2 separate regions of the Anas platyrhynchos genome follow, and region 1 is linked to region 2. The links are chromatin contacts, called in public Hi-C maps. All regions are on one chromosome and are shown on one strand. Each heading gives the region's core, a stretch centred on a gene start, on an enhancer-like site or on the middle of the called end of the contact. The rest is flanking DNA. Distances are from core to core; before and after follow the strand shown. Region 1 overlaps COL4A5 (collagen type IV alpha 5 chain). Region 2 overlaps COL4A6 (collagen type IV alpha 6 chain).

Region 1 (3,542 bases), core at 1,031-3,530, 110 kb after region 2:
AAAGAATACATAAGGGGGATGGAAAGGAGCTGAGGAATTGCTCAGCTTATAAATGCTGAGCCTGGGCTTTGTTTCTTTCTCTTCTCTAGCTGCTTGAGCTATGGATTGAGAAATCATTTGTAAGCAGTTTTGATTATTTCAGAACACCTGTAATTGTTTACAAAGACACCACCTCCATTCACTAACTGCTTCTGTAAGAAGTTACACCTTCTATTCATTATCAACTTCTGATGTGTAAATTTCAAGTTCTGTCAAACAACTAGCATCTCTCCCTATATCTGACTTTTACAGTAGAAAGAGCATTAAATTCTTGTTAAATAACAATGGCCAAGTGCTAATGTGTTATTTAGATACTGATGCGTTCTTCAGCTTGTGGGTTTTTTAGGTTATTTTTTCCCTCTACACCCCCTTCCTCCCCCTGCTGCCAAGTACCTTACTGCCCTGCAGCTGCGTGGCTGTAATGGTGAATCACTCCCAAAGCACAGTTACACCTCCCATCTATCTGCCTCAGTAGTTGTTACTAATGTGTTGACTAACTGTTGTTACTTCGATTCTGCCTCGTGTAAAATCAGGGTAATCTATCTGAAGCCATCGAGCAGCCCTCTATAACTTTTATTAACTTGTTCTTAGTAGTCCATAAAAACAATTTGCCTTTCCCTTCACAGGTTTAGGAAGTCCCAAGTTGCAGATCTCTCCAGGAATAGCATCATCTGTCTTGTGTGTGTTTTGTTTGTTTATATGGTTGTGAATGGCAGCTGGGAGGTGGGGAGGGAGTGGGGAGGCTGAAATTGTCTTGTAACTGACATCTCTGGGCTTGATGAGAAGAGGGGAATGTGCCTAATGCTCAAGGCAGTTTTCCAGCCAAAACAAATCTTGATAACTTAGGTTTATTCATTCCAGTGAGCAAACTGTTACAAACGTGTGGCCAAGAGTAAGAAGTGACTTTGATTTCAAATGTGTACCTCTTCAAACTGGAAAACAAACCAAAAAATAAAAAAACAGTTCTGTTGGTGGCATAAAGCAATTTTTTTCAGTCCACGTAAGACACAAAAGACTGAGCTTGTTCTGGAAGAATTATCCTTTGACTAGAAAACCAATACCATCCCTCCTTTTATGCCCTAATGAAAAGAGCTTGCTGTCTACACACTAGTTCAATGGGGGAGAAGCTGTCAGGAAAATCCAATGAAAGGATTAGCTCAACTTGAATAGATTAATTAGAGCCCTTGATTGTGTCCTGCTATGCAAAAGTCACAGCAAAGGAAATGGCAATGATAGTGAGTTCATCCTCACAGGTACAGGAGGGGTTGTCAGCGGGCACACAGTAGGCAAGAAGCAGATCTAAGAAGTTGCAGTCTGTCTGACAAGCTGTATCCATTTGTTGTCCATCCTCCTGTAGTTGAAAACTAAAAGATTTTAATGGTCATGGAGCTTATACGATCAAATCTTTATGATCAAGCCACAATTCATTATTCCATCCAATATCTTAGCTTTCCTGTTGCATAAGGTCTACGCTGCATCCTACTGACCAGAGCTAGGATTTGAGCTAGTACCGAAGCCACAGGGGCCTTGTTCAGTTTCCTGAACCTGTCACAAATGTACCAAGTGCAGCTTGGAGTTCCAGGAGCTCCACTGAGGCTTGAAGTCAATTTGTTATGTTTGAAAACACAGCAAGCTAGCTAACAGTCACTCGTTCTGATAATGAAGCTGTTACTGAGGGCAAACTACTGGCAGCGGCCATCTAAATCTTGATTTTAATGTAGGCTTTCTGTGCTTGAAATGTAGTCGCTACTGTGCATAGCACGGAGCCTGGATTTGATTCATTTTTGCATTAACGTGAGATACAGAATGAAATCTGTGATATCAGGTCTCTTGCCTGTGGCTGCAGAGTGGCTTTCAGACTTGTGCTGGCTTGTTACACAGTTTGTGTTCTCCTGTAGCACAATTCTTGTGCCTGCTTTCCCAAGTAAAAAAAAAAAAAAAAAAAAAAAAAGACCTTGAGATTACTGAAAAGTCTAAACAAGAAGCAAGCTTGTATTTAGAATAGGTCATTAAGCTTCTTGGTTTTTGACTGTGCTGAGATGTTGAACTTGGTTTTTGTTAGATTGCTGTATGACCCATAAGTGGCATGAACTGATCTTGATAGTGTATGAATTCCTAGGGCTTTCTCTTCAAACTGCTTAGTTCAGAAACGTTAATGTGGTGGGGATAGAAGTTACTGCAGAATAAAAACCACAATCTGTCCGGCTACTGCTTCTGTACAGCAAGATAAGTGACTCTGCTGAGGGAATGTTGCTTGATAAGCTTGCGGGCGAATAGATTGTCCCAGGATTTAAGCCAAAAACTCCCATTGTTTGACTGTAGCGAGCATTTGGAGAGAACTTTCTGACTACAGGCTGTTTTCAGCTCCCCTTACTTCTGTTTGGGAAAGACCGCGTTCCCTTCCTGCGGGGAAAACATCTGAACCGAGTATGCAAAACAATCTGTCAAAAAGTGCTCAGTGAGTACACTTGACTCTTTGGGGTGGGCGAATTGTCTAAGTTAAGTGGCTGTCCAGTGTCTGAATCCAGCCTGAATATACAAATGACTTTGGAAGACAGTCACAGGGATGTCTATTTTAAGAAAAGGAAGAAAGTCTTGTGGTAGGAGCTATGGTGATTAACACAGAACACTTTTTCTTTAAGCTAAAAATGAGATAAGGGAAAAAAGCACTCTTTAAAGTATCCTATATAGGAAGACCCGTCCTAGTAAAAAGCTGTTTTTAAGGGCACAATTTTGGGAAGGGTGCACTTTAATCTTTTGGCATCATATCCACCATTACTTATTACCAACATACACAAGAAAAATGCTTTGTCAGCTCTGTAAAGAATGAAAATCAGCACAAGTCCCTGACCATAAACAAGCTGACTTAAAGCTTGGGGCTTTGCTTCATTTTGGGATGCCCAGATTTGAGAGGGTGGAACCCAGGGTGTGTTAGACTTCCCCCCACCAGATCAGAATAAAGCTTAAGGGGAGAAGGGGAATCTTTTGGCTTTTTCATTTCTTAGGTTATAATAAAGATGGAGCCAGGCTCCTCTCACCCTGTATAGGATAAGAGGGGATGGGTACAGATTGTACCTTAGCGAACTCAGTGAGATTTGGAGGGCACGCTTCACCACAAAGGTCTTCCTTGTGCAGGGAAACTCACTGCTGCATGGCATGGCGAGACAGGTAACTTGCTCTTTGGGTTACTCTTGTACTGTGAGGCACGGGAATATTACATGTAACTAAGGTTAATCCCTTTTAAATGAAGCTTTATTAACGAGATTAATCCTAAAACTGATTCAAAAGGATCTTGTCTTTTTTAAATACGCTTCTGAAAGTGAAAAGGATTGGATATGGAATTCATGGAGTAACTTGGGTTGCAGGGGGACTTCAGAAGGGCATCTGGCCAAACACCCTGCTTCAAGCAGGGTCAGCTCTGAGGTCAGGCCAGGTTACTCAGGACTTTGGTCTGATCATTGAAAACCTAAACTGTCCAGGAAGGTTCAACTTCACTTTAGGAA
Region 2 (4,048 bases), core at 267-2,766:
TTTTTTTTTCCTCCTGGAAGATTTATTAATACCCATATTGTTGTAGGAACATGGGAAAACAACAGTGTTTTGAGATGAAGTTGACTACTACTTACTGAGTTTGCAACCTTTATTTCCAAGCTGCAAGACAAAAAGATTTTTTGCTTATGCTTTAGTTCAACAGAGTATAACAGAAAGTCAAAACAAGATGCAAGAACTGCATCACATGCAATTAGAAAGCACACTTTAGTTAACTTGAGACTAGTACCATAGTTGGCCCAATACTGGGATTAATTCCACTGTGAATTACTTCATATTCCGCTCTGATTACCTTACCAGAGTCAGTGTGGATTTGGATTTCTTAGGCTCAAAAAAAAGAGTGCATTGACTAAGCATTGCCTGAAGATGGCAACCTTTTCTAAACCTGCAGACTCATATATGACTGATGAACTTTTACTATTCTATTACTACCTAGATGTACAGAGTCACTTGGTACTTCTTTATTTAAAAAGCCAACACTAAAGAAATTTCACTGTAGGTGCTCCAGCATCTTCTTAGCCACTTGGCAGCCGAATCCTCACCACAGTTTCATGTTAACATTTTTCAATTCAATTCAAATTCAATTCAATTCAAGAGTACCTGAAATAGATCAATAGCGTCTAAGATCCTAAAGTATGGGTAGAAATTGGCAGTTTAGATCCATGCTCTCCAGTGGCAAGACACTCAGTGGATTACATGATGTTATTCATGCAAAGAATGAAGCCTTAATTAAAATATATAGAATGGAGGAAGAAGTTTTTAATGAAAATAAATCCTCCTTCCTTCACTCCTTTTCTAGTGTTCACATCCATGGTAGTGTATTTCTCTTCTATTTCCCTAAGTCCTTAAAACAGCAGAAGGAATGCAGCTCCCTGCTGCAAGGGGTTTAGTCATCTCAGCTGGAGACATACAAAGTCCTGACTCTGCCTTGGCAGGTAGAAGACTTTGCAGTTAACTTAAAAATGCATTTTTATATGTTAATAATCAAGCATACTGAAACAGAGAGAAATTCATTTTAAAATCCTTCTTCCTGGATCATTTCTTGTACCTGTTTAGGTTGAAACATTTCATCACTTGTTCCATATTCCTACACTACTGGAGCAGGTTTCTTTCAAACTTCAGCAGTTCCCCCATTCAGCCCTGCTGTTGCCATTGTTTCACCCTGGCCTTCCAACAGAGGTGAAGTGCACCTCTTTTACATTTCATACCTTTCCTACCTAGACACTATGCACACTGTGCACTTCCAGGGGAGCAGGCTCCCATCTCAAAAGGCTTTTCTGTCGATTATTTTTAACTTTTTTTTTTCACTCTGGGATAACTATCAGTGAAATCCTTTATATTGGGAAGCACACAATCATAACATTAATACCCAAATCTTCAGAGGCCCTTGGCAACCACACCAAACAAGGAACGTGTTGTGAAAATCACATGCTTTGCTCTCGCTTACAGTCTCAGCCTTAACTTTGTAAGTTCCCATGGTCACAAGCTATTTAGACTCTTGCAGGCAGTGTTTCACTTTCAAGACATGGGGTGAGGACTGTTCACCTCCAGGCAAGCCAGTAAGGGAGAGAGAGAGACACTAAAACGGGCACATTAATGTTCTAGACAGACACCACCCTCAAAAGCTCCAGCATCCAAGCATCCACCAAGATCTCTAAGGAAAACACACTCAATTCCCCACTTGTTTGAACTGTTAACACTTCTATATTAAATTAGTTTGTCCACTGAATGATACTGCTTCACAAGGACTGGAACTGATAGCAATTAACATTTTAGGAGGCTTTTCTTTTGCACGGCTGCAGATTACTTTGCTATATGTACGTAGATGAGAGAGCAAGGACCAGTGACTAGAGGTCCTGCCTGTGTTCAGATCTGGAGGGGACAGAAAAATTAAACTTGTTTTCTACAATGTCAGTGTCCACAGGTGAAAACCTTCTTTTTGTCTTATTGAATAAATACTTTAACAGAACCTGAGGATTTTGTCCAGTGCCTTAGTCACAAACTATGAAGACACAGCAAAGTGCTTCTAATCTCTCTGATAATGGGATTATGCCATGATAATCAGGCTCTCAAGAATTTCTACTGGTTCTTTTGAAGTCTTTGTGGATGGAAATCATATTTTCTATGCTGAAACAAAGGACTTTCCTTCACTGCTAAAAAAGCTGCATTTTTCATCACTCAGTAGCACTCCCATGAACTGCCCCGAGATAAAAGCATTTTAAAGAGCAGGCGCTGTTGTGCACAGGCACAAATCCAGGATTAAAGCACGGCAAAGACTCAGGTTTTACCACAAGGTAAACTCTAGGGTTCAATGCCAGGTAGAGCTACTGTTTGACCCCGCTGAGTTTACCTTGTGGTAAAGCCTAAGTACCTAGTCTGTACTGTACTTTGGCATCATGTTCGGCTCTTATACTTCTTACTTATCCCAAGGATAAAGAGAACAAACATCTCTTAGCAGCGAGGACAAGGTTAAACATAAAACGTGAATTATACCAAACGGAAACTTCAGTGATTTAACAGAGCCCTCTATTTTTAATCTGTTTGTTATTTATATATATATAGCCTAGTAGGCTGTAGAACAACCATTAGGAACTGAAGAAAATGGTATCAGTTTGGTTTCTTGGCTGCGTGACAACTCAAAAAAAAAAAAAAAAAGGAAAGTATAGAATTTCAGTAACATCAAGCAAGGACAAAGTCTATGAAATCATTGCAACTTGCAGATGTTTTCATGGATGCCCGCTAGAATTCCATATATTTGAAACCCATGAGCTGTATCCTCAAACACACTTGTGTATCAGGCTTTTACTACCCAAGCAGCACAAAGTGAGGATGCCTGACTCTCTGTAATGAATAGCTCATCGGTACACAACAAGAAAAATGGCATCGTATATCTGTCACCTCTCCATAGATTAATTTCAGAATTTCGTGCCACAAGTTGTGTTATATGCATCCCTGCAATGTGCTTAGCCATTGCAACCATTAAAAATACAGAGATGCTTCCCAAGAAACCCAGGTGTCCATTCTTGATGTAACTAACAGGAAAAAAATGACAGAAGTAGGAACCACACATAGCTTCTGAATCTATACCCACTACAGAAGGCAGCAAAATCAAATGGCCCCAGAACATGCTTTGATCAGGTCTTTCAAGATGGAAAAAGTTCTGTAACACGTGCCTTCTTCCCTTCACCCCTGTAATCCATCTGCAGCCCTGGGTGTCATGAGGAAAAGCCAGTAATAATGGGGCCTCTCTAAGGAATTCGCTGCTACACAATCAAATACACCGGTTTCTCTATTGTCCCTACCCCTTTTGCCAACTCTAATACCCCACATAAATTTTTGCCCACTGCAGCAGAGCTGCTACACATAGCACTGCGAATTCCAAACATTCCTTTTTTTTTTTTTTTTCCCATTTCCTCTGCTAGCTTGGAAAATAAAGTGCAAATAGATTTGATTTTTTCACATGGTAGCAGTATGGAACCACTGGACATGCCCCTAATTTCAGGGACAAAAGCAAATACAAGTGCCTTCTCACCTGGGGGGCAGTTCGATTCTCCTCGCTCACTACCAGATATTAACTCAGTGGTTCATCAGCAAAAACGGATGCTAAAACTCACAACATGAGAAAAGTTTGAGAATATTGCTAACCTAGCAGAATGCTGCTGGTCAAGTAGGGCAGAACCAATTTCTCCTTTGCTAAGTTTTTAGACCTCCCTATTTCAAAGAGCAAAGCATTACTATTATTACTTCAAACAAACTAAAGATCCAGTGCATGTAAAGAGCCACTGGATTTAAAGACATTCATGTTTTCTCAAACTAGAGCATAAATCTCTCAAACAGATTAAGGGTTGTTTTCTCTAGCATGGCTTTTGATCTCTGTTCTGTACAGTATTAAGTTGTACAGAATCCCAGGCTCCTTCCCTTCCAGAAGAATTCAGTAGCCACATTTTTTAGAAATGTTTAATTCACTCTCTTTTTCTTCATCCATCACTTCCCCCATAAACACTGCTTTATCAACACACAAAAAAAGACA

What was found. Hi-C and Micro-C count contacts between places; a contact is called where the count stands out from the background.
Region 1: a contact with region 2 is called in a Hi-C map of F1 follicle, with 3 times the contacts expected there. The contact joins two enhancer-like sites. A contact is called at or near these places in 3 of 8 Hi-C or Micro-C datasets (F1 follicle, F5 follicle and subcutaneous adipose tissue).

The regions. Positions count from the first base shown.
Region 1 is chr10:5,366,556-5,370,097 of IASCAAS_PekinDuck_T2T, forward strand. The region is part of intron 1 of COL4A5 (collagen type IV alpha 5 chain); the gene reads left to right. Among named protein-coding and RNA genes, the nearest start is that of COL4A5, 22 kb to the left of the region's middle. Within about 2 kb of position 2,281, at least 4 of the 8 cell types and tissues checked have an H3K27ac peak or open chromatin away from gene starts, as enhancers often do. A contact at or near this core is called in F1 follicle, where this site is marked.
Region 2 is chr10:5,258,930-5,262,977 of IASCAAS_PekinDuck_T2T, forward strand. The region is part of intron 3 of COL4A6 (collagen type IV alpha 6 chain); the gene reads right to left. Among named protein-coding and RNA genes, the nearest start is that of COL4A6, 85 kb to the right of the region's middle. Within about 2 kb of position 1,517, at least 1 of the 8 cell types and tissues checked has an H3K27ac peak or open chromatin away from gene starts, as enhancers often do. A contact at or near this core is called in F1 follicle, where this site is marked.